Linked DNA regions of Mus musculus: region 2 is linked to region 1. A link is a contact called in public HiChIP or PLAC-seq data. All regions are on one chromosome and are shown on one strand. Each heading gives the region's core, a stretch centred on a gene start, on an enhancer-like site or on the middle of the called end of the contact. The rest is flanking DNA. Distances are from core to core; before and after follow the strand shown.

Region 1 (6,839 bases), core at 3,377-5,876:
TGAGTCTTTAAGACAGATCCATCAGCTATTGTTCTTAGTGTATTTTCTGATTATAATAAATTTTGTGTTGGTCTCCGGATTGCTGCTTCTAGGCGACTATCTTGAGTCTTACATTAGATTGTCATTTCTGTGAAAAGGAAGACAGCATATATATTCTACTGATATGTTGCCCATTGCATTGAGGGTAGGCCTGGGGTTTGGGGACACTATCAATAACAGCTTAGGAAGGGATTAGAGGTGACTTACAGGGGACTTGGCTTGCTTTTCCATAAACCTATATTTATGTCATGCGCAGATGATCTGAGCCAGCCCTGTGTTGTGATGCTCTTTCCCAGAATGTCACACTGGGGACATGTTTTCTGCATGCAGATGGATGTTTGTATGTGTGGCAGCTTCACGTTACACTTTTATTTCCATTCCAAAGCATTTGTTTCTTTTCAGTAGTTCCAGAATCAACAAAGGCTGTTAGGGTATTTGTCACTCTCTCCCTTTCTCAAAGAGGACAAAGGATGGAGGCATTATTTTGGAGATTAAAAGGATTCTGCTTGCCCTCCTCACAAGCTCAGCTCCAGGGTAATTGTTACTGTGGGGGAGATGGTCATCGCTCCTGAAAGGGACACAGGATCAGGTGATATGTTGATGGAGGCCAGCTGGATCTTTGCAAGGAGTGTCCTCTGGTGATCCCAGCTGTTTTTGTTGAGGAAACAGGAGTGTCCTCCTGGCTGAGAACATCAGAAGGTGACAAGAGTCATGCAGGGTTATGGAATGATGTCAGCAGGTGTCCCAGAGACAGTTTCTCTTTCTCTCTCTCTCTCTCTCTCTCTCTCTCTCTCTCTCTCTCTCTCTCTCTCTCTGCTGGTCTGCTGGAAGCTTTCCTGGATCCAGTTGCTCAAAGCCTGGGTGAAGGACCCCTTTTAGCTGAGGCTGTAGCAATGCCACTGGTCAACCTCTTAACCCCTAAGACCAGCTAGCAACTCCTTGTGGAGAGGTGCTAATAACCACTTCTGCATGCATGCATACATACATACATTGTGTAACTGCACTCAATAATGTCTGCACATGTAGGTCACGGGCCAATATCTGGCATCTTTCTCTATTACTCTCTAATTTTTGAGACAGGGTCTCTCACTGAACCCGGAGTTCACTGATTGGCTAGACTAGCTAGCCAGAGAGCCCCCAGGAGCCTTGTCCCTGGGCCTTCCTCTACCCGAGCCCTGGGGTTGTGGAAGTACACCACAATGCCCAGCTTTTTACATGGCTGCTCACATCTGAAATCAGGTCTTCGGGCTTCTTGTGCCACCTCTGAGCCATCTCTCCAGCTTCAGGAACCACTTTACAGCTTTCTGTAGGATAGGCAGGACAAGATCTTTTTGGTGTTAACTAAGTTTGCTTCTTTTCTATGGCCTCTAGTATGTCAGAGACCTGTGGGAGATGCAAGAGCCCAGGACCAAGAATTCCAGCATGCAAACAGAGCCCCTGAGAATCCCCTGAACCCATTTCTATTGTCCCCTCATTGCTACAGTTTCAAAGATGAGACAGCTCGCTAGGACTCTCCAGAATTTTACCTGCGACTTTCCCCCTGAGCTTCTTATAATAGCTGCAAAGCCAAATTAAAATGCAAAGGGTGCAAAAAAATATATATATATAGTTTTGAAATGTTCTCTTTGTTTATTTTGGTAACATTCACTCCAGGGGTTAAAAAAATAAAAATCAATTCCTTGCTAAATCAAGATACTCCTCTTTCTTCCAGGTTTCATTTTTTACCTCAGGAGGTATGAAGTTTTAAAATGTGTTCCTAGGGCAGGGTTATGTTCCTCTGGATACTGTCATATTATCCCCAGACCTCTGCTGAGAGGTTCTTCTTAGCCTACTGCCTGTCTCCTCACTCCTTTGGTCCACAAATATGTTTCCTAGGTTTCCAAAAGGATGCAAGGCTAGAGGATAGAGATGGAGAAAGGGCTTCTTGGAGGCTGTTTCTTTGCAACAGGCAGGGTAGAATCAGAGGAGTCCCTGGCAGGCCCAGGGACCCTCCCCAGAGCCCATCCCTCACACGCACACCCTGGTTTGTACCATTTCTTTTCCTTTCGGGCTTCCTGGTGAAACTCAAGACTCCTTTCCCTTCCTTCCTCCCCACTTCTGCCTCCCCCACATCCCTCTAGCCCAAGAAAGCTTTAGTTACAGAGTGGAAATGGCCTGGATTTTTCTCCTACAGTGTTTGCTGTCCCCAGTGTCATGCTCCTTCTCCAAACAGTGCCTCATGTGTGGCTGTACAGGGTAAGCTGCTCAGACACAAGGATGTCCACGGGAAGTGATCTGCAACCACAGAGCGCCCACAGGCTTTACAAGGTATTGTGAGACTGCTCGCCTCTCCTTATTCCCCCGCTATAGCTGCCTGTGGGACACAAGACACATGGGCTCAGATGATTTTACAACCCCTGCGTAGGGTCACATACAGATCATCAGGTAAGGTGATGTGACTGTCCTCATCACATGTCCGGAAACAGGTTGTTGTTCTGTTTCGTCTCAAGGCATCAAAGTCAGACCGTGTATAACCAGGACAAGGAGAACAAAAGGCAGCCGCAGCTTTAGTCCTCCCCACCCCAATCTGTGCTTCCCCATCTGAACCCAATGAGCAATGGAAGACGCCCAGCAAACTGAGATGGGGAGGAAGTGGGGGGGGGAGCAGCCCCTGAGAAAGTGAATGAGGTCTTCTATGAAGACAGAATTATGCTGGGGGTGGAGCTAAACCCAGTCCTCTGGTTCTGAATCTTCGTTAACACTTCTAACGGGTCGGCCATGCCCAACTCTTTACAGGGAGGTGGATTCTGGTTACTTAAATAATTTGCTCCTGGGGCACCATAAAACCTTAGACCCGGAGCAGAGCTTAACAATCTAAACTGACTCTTTCTTCTGTTGCTATCGGAGTCTGTCTCCGTGCCAGCAACAAATGCAGGTTCTTGGGCCCCCCTGCCTCAGACTTAACTGAATTCCGTGCAGACCAAATTTATTCTTTTTCTAAATTGGAACTCAGCGACTGGTACCCCCAAATGCCTAAAAGGCCAGATGTTTAACACAGAATTTAAGGTGCCTGGCCTTCCGTTGTCTCCACCCATCTCTAACAGAAAGAGATTTTCTACAAAGGCCCCACATCCTCCCAAGATCCCATCTGCCCACAGAGAAGCAGAGTGCCCTCTCAGGCTGCACACACAGCTCTATTAACCAGAGAAAACGCAGCTCAGATCCCAGGAAGATGGCTGAGATTGGTGAACACACCTGGGTGGACTTTTCATCACAAGCCATAGTTTGGTCTATAGAGAATCTTTCCCAAACCACTGTCTCGCATCCAGGCCAAATAGACTGTCACAGGCCACAGAATACTCTCTAATGCACACTACTGGGTTTCCCTGAAAGCCATTTACTATTTTTCTACAAACTTTCTGCGTTTCCCCACTCCGCCCATCTATTCTCCAAGAGGAGTTCTTCAGTTTCCATCTACTCTCCAAGAGGAGTTCTTCAGTTTCCAAATCACGGTTAGCGCTTCCCTGCCTGTAATAAATGCATGAATCTTTCCACGGCTTCCTTCTTTTTAGTTGAGACTAGCAATTCTTCAAAGAGTGGAAGGGAGTTCCCCTTCAGTTCTACGACCTCATACATGATCCTCTACGGGCTCTACGTGAGTGTTTCTATTTCCAAGGAGCTGGGTTGCAGAAACAGGCAGCTGGCTATGAGCCCTAACAATTGGATGTGTCCTTGTGTCAGTGAGATTAATCTAACTTCAGCGACTTCCACCTGCTGGCCTTGGCTCCATCCTGTGACTACAATTCAGAGTTATAGCTGACTCGGGATCCCTGGAAATTGGGCTAATTATCCCCATGTAGGAGTTTGGTAAAAACTGAATACAAGAGGCTAAACCGGGAGGGAGGCCAGCGCTTCACATTTTCCTTTCAACCAAATAAAACAGCAAGATTAAGGGCTGTCCCCGGCATTTGTGAGATTATGATAAATATCAGTGTTAATAACAATAGTGACAGTAATAATTACCCACGGCTTGATTTGGATGCAGGTCAAGAAACCATCCGGATCAAATTACACATAAGAAAAATATGTGTGTTCGGGGTTGGGAATGTTCTCAAAAGAGGAAGAAAAATGGTCACCGTGAAGCAATTTACCTTCTAGTGGGAAACAACTGCGCCTTCGCATTCCAAATGGATCATGAGAGATAAAAAGAAAGGCTCTCCTGGCTGGATACCATGTACTGAAGCCTCCCTCAGCTTTCTGACGTGGTGTGACTAAGGTAGGAAGGACTCTTGAGGCAGACAGCAGTCATCTGTCTTGGCCACCCCGCAGCACTTTCGGTTGAGTATGCTTGTTTAGCCAGAATTGACCAGTAGAGATCTTTCCTGTCGGTTTCTGGCAGACTTTTGGTGGACAAGATGAGGGAGAGTGTGGCATTCCTATAACGGGCTCATAGATGCTACTCTTGCTAGAAATCATGGCATCTACGCTGTAGACCCTCGCTTTGGCCTAAGAGCGATTAAATTCTGACACAGCTGTTTACATCGGTGTCTGTCTCCTTCTGGCTCTGGCTCAGACTCCAGCAAGGCTCAGCATAGGCGTGTTAATCTCCTTAGGGAGTGTCTACTTAACCTTTATCTTTCCCCTTCAAGGCTGAAGAACCAAGATAAGCCTTTGTCCTCTTCCGGATTCTCGGAAGAGCGAAGCCTTGCAGGATAGAGCCACCTTGGGCCTCAGGCTCCTCCGACTCCCTGTGGCTAGGCTGCAATCTGGAGCTTAAATACTCTTCTCTGAAGAACCAGTGTGGTGTCCCTTCAAGCACTAAGGACTTTTGGGGATCACCTTACAGAACTAGTGCTGAAAAAATGATTAACCCTTTCTTGAGCACCACTTGCCTTTTGCCCCAATTCATCCTCTATTTAACCCAAGAAGCTCAGGTCTATACCCTGAAGGCGAAGTTGGGGGAAGGGAGACCCCTTTATTCATTTCTCTTCTTGTTGACCGGCTAAATTTCTTCTTCGTTTTTCCTCCGTTATTTCACTCTCTAACTGGCATTGGGTCTGGTGGCTGAGCCTAGCCTCTTGTGGCTGGTAAGAGTCTGTGCACTGGAAGCATCCCACAGCAGATTCCTTCCGCAGACAGGCAGGGAGTCAGTGGCCTTTGGCCCTGGCTACAGCCTCTCCTTGCTCTGCAGTCTCTTGTCATCTAGCAGCAAGGCACAGGCTTCTCCTGGCATCACCAGGGTTCTCACAAGTGATTTTTTTTTTCCTTCCCCAAATTTGAACCTGGAGAGTGTTTACTTCCTGTCTCACCCCAGGGCCCTGCTGATTTTTCCCATTACTGCAAATTGCTGCTCTCGGTGTTTTGCATTTGTTATTAAGATGTAATCAGGGTTGCCTAACTGATTAACAGCCTCGCCCCTCATCCCCCCCAGCCTCTCACACCTGACTGGGAGGGAAGGCAATGAAGACAGCCTAGGTGGTTGTCAGGGGGCCGGTGGGTTCTTGTAGGCAGCCTGACAGCTGAGAATACCAGGAAGCCACAGGGCTTCTCCATGGATCCCTATTGCAGGGAGAAGAAACCTTGCACCTCTCAAGTTCCTGGGAACCGAGGTGAGTGGGGTTCCTAGGTCCTGTGATGGTATAATGGTGGTGATGCCTGTGCCGACCTGCCCAAAAGAAGCAGAGACCAGACTGAGCCAGGCCTTCTGATGATCAAGCACAGAGCATCTCTTAGGGCAGAGAGGTAAGATGCGGAGCTGAATAAGAAAGGGGAAACGTGGCAGGCAGGTATTCGGCCTGTGCTAGATCACAAGTCAATCAGCTTGGTGGGAAGCAGCTGCCAGTCCTGGTCACCGCAAACCGGAGAACCCTTCTCCCTTGCCTGCTCTGTCTAATCTGACCAGGTCCTCTCTGCTTCTGCCCATGCTTTCAGCCATTAAAGTGAACAGAAGTTTTGGGGGAACATAAAGAACCAACTCCTAGACTACACCTCAATTTCTTAAGGACATCCAACCCCCTGTGACCCCTTTCTCTGACCTCCTTGGGTTTTTTGCTTGTTTGTTTGTTTTGCAATAGTGGGATTAAACCCAAGAGCTTGTTGAATGCAAAGTAATTTAAGCACCACAGTCACGGACACAGAAAGCAAACTGAGACACTACATGTCAAAGGGGACTCGACCCAGCAGCAGCAGCTGTCCCAGCTGGCAAGGGGTCAGGAGGTGAAGATTGCCTGGGAGAGCAGGGAACTTCCAGGCCTCTTCACAGACAAGCTTTTAAAACCCAAGTCAGATCTACAGTCACGGCATGGCTTGCAGTGTGTGATGCTGTTTGGAGCCACCCGGGTTTTGTTAAGTCTCCTGTCCATGCTTCAGGAAGGAAGCAGGGAACCAGGGTACTGACACCGGACTCTGAGAGCATAGCGAGTCCGCTTTCCCTTTTGTTTGGTGAAGCTGATGATAAGGCTATGATTTTCTTTTTTTTTCATATGATAAAAATTTTGGCACCATTTAAAACAGTGGTTCTCAACCTGTGGATCTTGCTCCCCGTGGGGGCTGCATATCCGATAGTTACCTCATGATTCATAACAATAGCAAAATCACAGTTATGAAATAGCCACGAATTAATTTTATGGTTGGGGGGAGGGTAGTGGTCACTACAACATGAGGAACTGTATTAAAATGTCTCAGCACCAGGAAGGTTGAGAATCACTGTTTTAAAGGATCAGAGGATATCTGATTATGGCTAATACTATGATTATATGAGATAATATCTACCTGGGGATTATGGCTGACTTATCCTCACGGAGAGATATAAAAGTGTGTGT
Region 2 (6,442 bases), core at 2,401-4,900, 1.0 Mb after region 1:
ATTCTGGATGCATAGCTCTTAGTGTGCACATGGTACTCACTCTTCAAATCCCATCACTAAGAGGTCACGGGCTGAGTGACTATCATATCCAGTACTGTCTATTTTTACTTACTTTTGATTGGGAAGAAAAAAACTAATCCCAAATTGTATGGCTTTTAGTAAAATTCTATAAGTTTACCATGAAAGGATTGGGGGTCTCTGAGACGAGAGCATGGCAGTTAGAGTTAGATGGAAGGTGTTTGCACATTCACTTTCCTGGTTAGCCAGGATGGAGAAGCTCAGGGGTTCATGGCGAAGGATGGATGGAGAGGCACCACATCTGTGGAGACCTCATGCACTGTCAACCTGCTCACCCCGATACAGGGAGATCACCAGAAGGGCTCGGTGGTCTGCAGTGAGGTCTGTGGCATCACGATGAGACACTTGCTGCAGGAGAATGTTTGACAGTAGAATGTTACAAAGGAGAAAAGCCTGCAGTAGAGTGGCCACCCAGCAGCACCACAGCACCATCACCAGACACTGAGTGGGGAGCACTCTGCACCCCATAGTGTATAACCAGTCACTACACCATGGTGCTGGCACCACAAATATGAACTGGGTTCTCATCTTCCCCATTCGCAGAAACAATGGAGGTGTTTTCAAACCATTTCAACTTGAAATTTCATGTCATAAAATTAAGACCAGTAGGCAAAACTGTAATAAACTGTTTTCAAAAGTACACATACACACCCCAAGGAGAGAGCTGCCAAGAGACGGCACAGAGGTGTAAAGCATGCTGCTCTCACTGCATTAACACAGCATGCAATGCTGCAATGCAGTGAGGGGCTTGATGACAGTCACACGCATAACGGAACTGATCAAAGCACCATCAATTGAAACCAACCCACATTCTCCTGGGGTCATGTTTTCTTCCACATTGTGCTAGGTTTTTTGTCAACTTAACACAAACTAGAGTCATTTGGGAATAGGGAACCTTAATTGAGAAGATGCCTTCATTAGACTGGCAAATAGGCAAGTCTGTGGGTCATTTTCTTGATTGATGTGGGGCGGTCTAGCCTATGGTGGGAGGAGCCACCCCTGGGCAAGTGACCCTGAGTTGTGTAAGAAGGTAGGCTGAGTTAGCCCTGAGAGTATCTCAGGGTCAGCCCATCTCCACAGCCTCGGCTCAGTCCTTACCTCTAAGCTCCAGCCTTGAGTTCCTAACCTGACTTGCCTAGAGGATAAGTCCTTGCCCCCCCCCCCCCCCAAGTTGCTTTTGGTCATGGTGTTTATCACAGTGACACACACACACTTTATGTTTTTACTAGTTGCCTTATGTTTGATAAACCAAAACCAAAAAATGTAGACTAATCAAACAGCTCAGTAAAAGTATTTGTACAGATCAAAAGCATGAGGGCAGGAGCGCGATCCCCCACACCCACATGAGCGGCCAGCACAGCGGTGTGCACCTGTAGTCCTAGCACAGGGGACACGGAGACAGGTGAGACGGCTCCCTGGCCAGTCCCCTTAGCCTAAGCAACAAGCTCCAGGTCCCAGTCAGAGATCTTGTCTCAACAAACAAGGTAGAAGGCTTCGTAGGAACACCACCTAAAGCTGACCTTTGGTCTGCCTGCACACACGTAGGTGAGGCAGGGTGGTGACTCTAGCACTTAAGTGGGGGAGAAGGCTCAGTCCACGGTCATCCTTAGAGAGCTTGAGACCAACCCTGGCCTTGCTTTACTCTTGTTCTTCCTCTTTTCCCTCTCTGTCTCTTCTCTCTCCACCCCCTCCATGTGTTCATGGTCAGCTTCTTCCTCCTCCTCCTCCACTTCCTCCTTCTACACTTCCCTCCCCCTCTTCTCTCTTTCCCCTCTCTCTCTGCCTCTACTCCCTCATCTCCCCTCCCTATGTCCTAAATAAAAAGGACCTTATCTTAAAACAAAATTAACAACAACTAAAATAAAAAATGATACATGGATTAACAACCTACTTGCTTCCAATCCCCACACCCACCCCAAAGATCTTCTGAAGAGGGAAGCAAGCCAGCCCTGGAGAGGTCTAAAATGACTTGCTGTGTGGAGGTTTGGAAGCAGCTCCTCCTTTCCTAGTGGATGGGGTAGAAGCCACAGACACTGTTATGATCTAACCCACTTACCATCTTGAGAGATTTCAAACAATCAGGCTCGACTGTTCTAATTCCTGCAGGCCGAAGCTGACTGTATTTCTTGAGCCTGGTCAACAGCCTCCTAAACAGCAATGATCTTTCCCCAAACTATGCACACTTTTCTTGTTGTTGATGTTAAGGCTGATGTCAAACTCATGGCAATACCCCTGCCTCAGCCTTCCACATGCTTGGATTACAGATATGAGCTACCAGAGCTGGCTTTTGACCCACTTCTGTTCTGGAAGGCAGAGTGGAGCCACTCTGGTCATACTCTCTGTCTATGGCTAATTTAGCAGAGATGGTTCCATGCAGTACTTCCAGGAGCAGTACTGTGCTCCAGCCTAAGAACTGCACCCAGATAGGCAAACGAGGCGTTTCACCCACACACTGTATTCGCCCCTCTCTGAGCTAAAACACTACTCCCTCACACAGCTTTCTATGACCTCCCATCCAAATGGAACCTGACAATTACAAAAACCTCTAAACAGAACAGGAGAGCCTCAGTCTCGAGTGAAGCAGAGTTCTAGGATATGGAAAGAAGGCAGATTAAAAAAAAAAAATTAAAAGAAACTGTCAAAATGAAAACACTTGAAGCTAAGCACTGTGGTTCATGCCAGTAATCCCAGATTCAGGAAGCAGAGATAGAGAGAGGTATAACAAGTTTGAAGCCAACATACTTTACATAGAAAGTACACACCAACCAAGCCTACCTAGAGAGATTTTACCTCAAAACTAATCAACCAACCAAAACCTCCATCAAAACAAAAGGTCTTATTTATACTTCAAAATGCACTGAAAATCCCTATACAAGAAAAATATTGGCAAACTAAAGAACTAGTCTGCCTCTGTCTTAGGCTTAAAAGCCATCTTACAGTAAAGACAAACTAGGCTCACTGCTGTTTGTGATGAAACTTCTGTTTCTCAAGGACTGGGCTATGCCCACCTGTAACCTTAACTACACATGGTATTCAACTGTCTGTTCCAGGAATGGCAGGCAGGCCTTTGTTTCAAAGGGTTAACCACCATCTTGCAGCTCTACCTTTGTTTTGAAAGGGTTGGTATGGCTACCTTGTTATGACTGCCTGCGGTTAGGGCAGTCTTTGTTTCAGGGGCTGTCATAACTGACTTGCTATGCTTATTTTCTGCTTCTGTAACCCCACCTATTTTGCCCGCCAAATCCTCCATTTGGAAATTCCTGACCACTGAGTCATAAGAGCTTTGTCTTCCTCATACCCAAGGCTGACCTCTAGAACCCCGCCCTAGGAGGAGGCTGTCTTGTACACGCCTAAAACAAGCTTGCTTTAATTATTTGCCTGCTTTAATTAATTTGGACAAGATGATTTGAGCTGGTGGTCTTTCTCCTCCCATCTTTGGAATTAAATAAATCATATATATCCAGATCCAAAACTGGTATAGTAAATGAACAGTTGCTTTTGCATTGCTGTAAGGAAAACACTCTCCCAGGACAGTCATGGGAGAAGGGTGTGTCTGCTCACATTCTCTGAGGAAACAGCCCCCGCACGATGAAGAAGCTGCGTCCCCGGAGAAGCTCAGTGCACAATAGTAGAGCAACAGTAGAGCATGCAGCAGTGACTTCTTCACAGAATGGACCAGGAATTAGAAACTGTGGGAAGGCTCAGACCAGGAGGCAGAGACTGGCTGCCTTGTGGAACAAGGATATCATGGTTGGAAGTAAAATGTCCCCACAGGGTTTGAACACTAATTCCCAGTTGGTGGCTGTTTTGAGAGTTTGGAAAGGCTTTTGAAATGGGGCCTACTTAGAAGTGACCTCTGGAAGATGGTTTTTGTTTGTTTGTTTGTTTGTTTTCTAAAGCATTATCACATGCATACAGAGCACCTAAGAGCCCAGAAGAGAGCATAAAATTACTTAGAAGTGGAATTAGCTGCCTTGTGGGTGTGGGAAATTGAACCTGAGTCCCCCGGAAGAGCAGTAAATGCTCCTAAGAGGTGGACCATTTCTCCAGCCCTTGGGAATGGGGTCTTAATGGTAGTAACTATTCTAGTCTACCCCCAACTTGCTGCTTCCTGCCTGTCACCACAGATCCAACTGAACTAACTCACTGGGATGTTTTCCCTGGCAAACAGCCTTATTTATTTATTTATTTATTTATTTTTGAACAATGAACCAAAATAAATCCTTCCTGAACTGAAGTTGATTCTCTCAGAGACACTGGCACTGATGAGAAAGTATTAACACGGAGCATTAGTCTCAAAGGCTTATCACCAGTGACTTGGCCTTGCCAGCCTTCGTATTGTTAGCATTGTAAACGCCCAATAGCAGTGGTGATTAGTCAGCCATCCACATCAGAGCTATCACACACTCACTCTTGTGGCTCTAGTCTAAGAAGGCAGGTAAAGGCTCAGGGACAGCTCCCTAAGAGAGCACTTCCTGAGCATGTGGTATCCTTGGTCAAACCCCAGCAGTGCAAAACCAGAACAAATCACACTACCCCGTGCAGACCCGGAGAGGCAGAAGCTGCAACTGCACCACACTGCTAGCAGGGATGCAAAGTGTCAGTGCCGTCCTGGGAAAATCAGCGACTTCTCTAAGGAGTGGTAAGCAAACCTCAGCACACACCTCAGCAACGTCTATCCTAAGATCTACCCACGATAAATGAAGATCTCCATAGTTTATGTTTTCTTTTTTAAAGGTTTATTTATTATTACATGTAAGCACACTATAGCTGTCTTCAGACACACCAGAAGAAGGCGTCAGATCTCATAGATCTCATTACAGATGGCTGGGAGCCACCATGTGGTTGCTGGGATTTGAACTCAGGAACTTTGGAAAAGCAGTCAGGGCTCTTAACCGCTGAGCCATCTCTCCAGTCCGATAGTTTATGTTTATAGTAATGTTACTCACAAAAGGAAATGAAGTACCAGGTAACTGTCGGAATATACATCTATCTCCACACAAATGTAAACAAAAGAAGCCAAGTGAACATATATAATATGTGCCATTTACATGAAATAACCAGAAAAATCTACAGACAAAAAACTGATTATGTTTGTCTAAAGTTGCAATTACAAACAGAAAGGCATCTTTGGAGATATTGTTCTATAGCAATAACAACTTGTAAAATGCATTAGAATGTTCAAGTATACACTGAAAGGTAATTGTATAATCTTGCTGCTATACTCAATGAACTGTTGAAGACCCACAATCTAACAGGACTCTGCACTGCCCTGGTGGTGAAGCGCCAGCACATTAAACACTCAGAAGAGAAATACACAACACTCTGCTTCCTTCCTTTCCAAGAGGAACGATGGAGCAGAAAGAGCCTAGGCTCTGGGGTCAGGACCATAACCATGCTTGGCTGTCTGCTTCAACACAGACTAGAAGGTGTCATGTTAACAACTTGCGTACAATGTGGCAAATGTCTCGTGCAGGAATATCCACGAAGGCAGGGGATGCAGGACGGTCACTCTCAGTCCCATCGTCTTTGAAGTGGGTCACAGACCTCCAGAGATCTATCAGGAGTCCCTGTCCCAGTCTCCCTACCCAAAGAAAGGATACTATGGTATAAATCTGCCTAACACTGGTGTGAGAAAACAAAACTTTTGTGCTTTATAATACAAAAGCCTCTGAAGGTAATTAGTAGGGCTCAAAGCCAGATATCTGGAAAAGGAGTAATTGCCAGGGAAACTAAGAAGAAGAAAGCAACCCATCACTCCTTACTTTCCCAGGTTACTTGTCATCAGACAAGAGACTTCAGAGCTCCTTTAACACTGTGCTAATTTTCCAGTTAGAACAAGTATTTTGGTATTGCATCTCCCAAATGCACAAACAACAGAACTGGCAAAGAAGCAATAAAAACGTCTTGCTAGGAGCTGGAAAGATGGCTCAATGGATAAAGCTGTTACCCACACAAGCCTGATGACCCAACCACAGAACCCATTTACAGTCAAGCAGGTGTAGCACCACTTGTAATTCTAGCACTTTGGAGGCAGAGACGGATCCCTAGGGCAAGGTGGCTCGCTGAGTCCGTGAGCTCCAGGTTCCGCAGGAGACCCAGTCTCAGTACAGAAACAAGAATGGATACAGGAAGACACTTGATACCAACTTCAGCTCTCTACCTGCATGAATGTGCACGCACACACACACACACACACACACGTTTACTCAGTATACCAACACAAATAGGAGAATTTCACAAGGCCCCAAGTCCTAAATGAAGAGCTATGAGCAATGAATGGCTACTGAAAAGTGAATCTGTCTTCCCTTGGGATGAGTCTCCATGGGTCATACAAACCCAAGCAGTCAGCCACAAATCCAAG

Evidence for each region. HiChIP or PLAC-seq counts read pairs in DNA pulled down with a chosen protein or histone mark.
Region 2: an H3K27ac HiChIP or PLAC-seq map of extraembryonic endoderm stem cells shows a contact between it and region 1, with 15 times the contacts expected there. The contact joins two enhancer-like sites. A contact is called at or near these places in 6 of 115 datasets of contacts at active chromatin or transcription factors (astrocytes, embryonic stem cells, extraembryonic endoderm stem cells and 2 more) and 1 of 9 other capture datasets (embryonic stem cells).

The regions. Positions count from the first base shown.
Region 1 is chr13:43,903,860-43,910,698 of GRCm38.p6, forward strand. No RefSeq gene overlaps it. Among named protein-coding and RNA genes, the nearest start is that of Gm23117, 34 kb to the left of the region's middle. Within about 2 kb of position 4,627, at least 54 of the 459 cell types and tissues checked have an H3K27ac peak or open chromatin away from gene starts, as enhancers often do. A contact at or near this core is called in extraembryonic endoderm stem cells, where this site is marked.
Region 2 is chr13:44,936,176-44,942,617 of GRCm38.p6, forward strand. The region is part of intron 7 of Dtnbp1 (dystrobrevin binding protein 1); the gene reads right to left. Among named protein-coding and RNA genes, the nearest start is that of Dtnbp1, 63 kb to the right of the region's middle. Within about 2 kb of position 3,651, at least 86 of the 459 cell types and tissues checked have an H3K27ac peak or open chromatin away from gene starts, as enhancers often do. A contact at or near this core is called in extraembryonic endoderm stem cells, where this site is marked.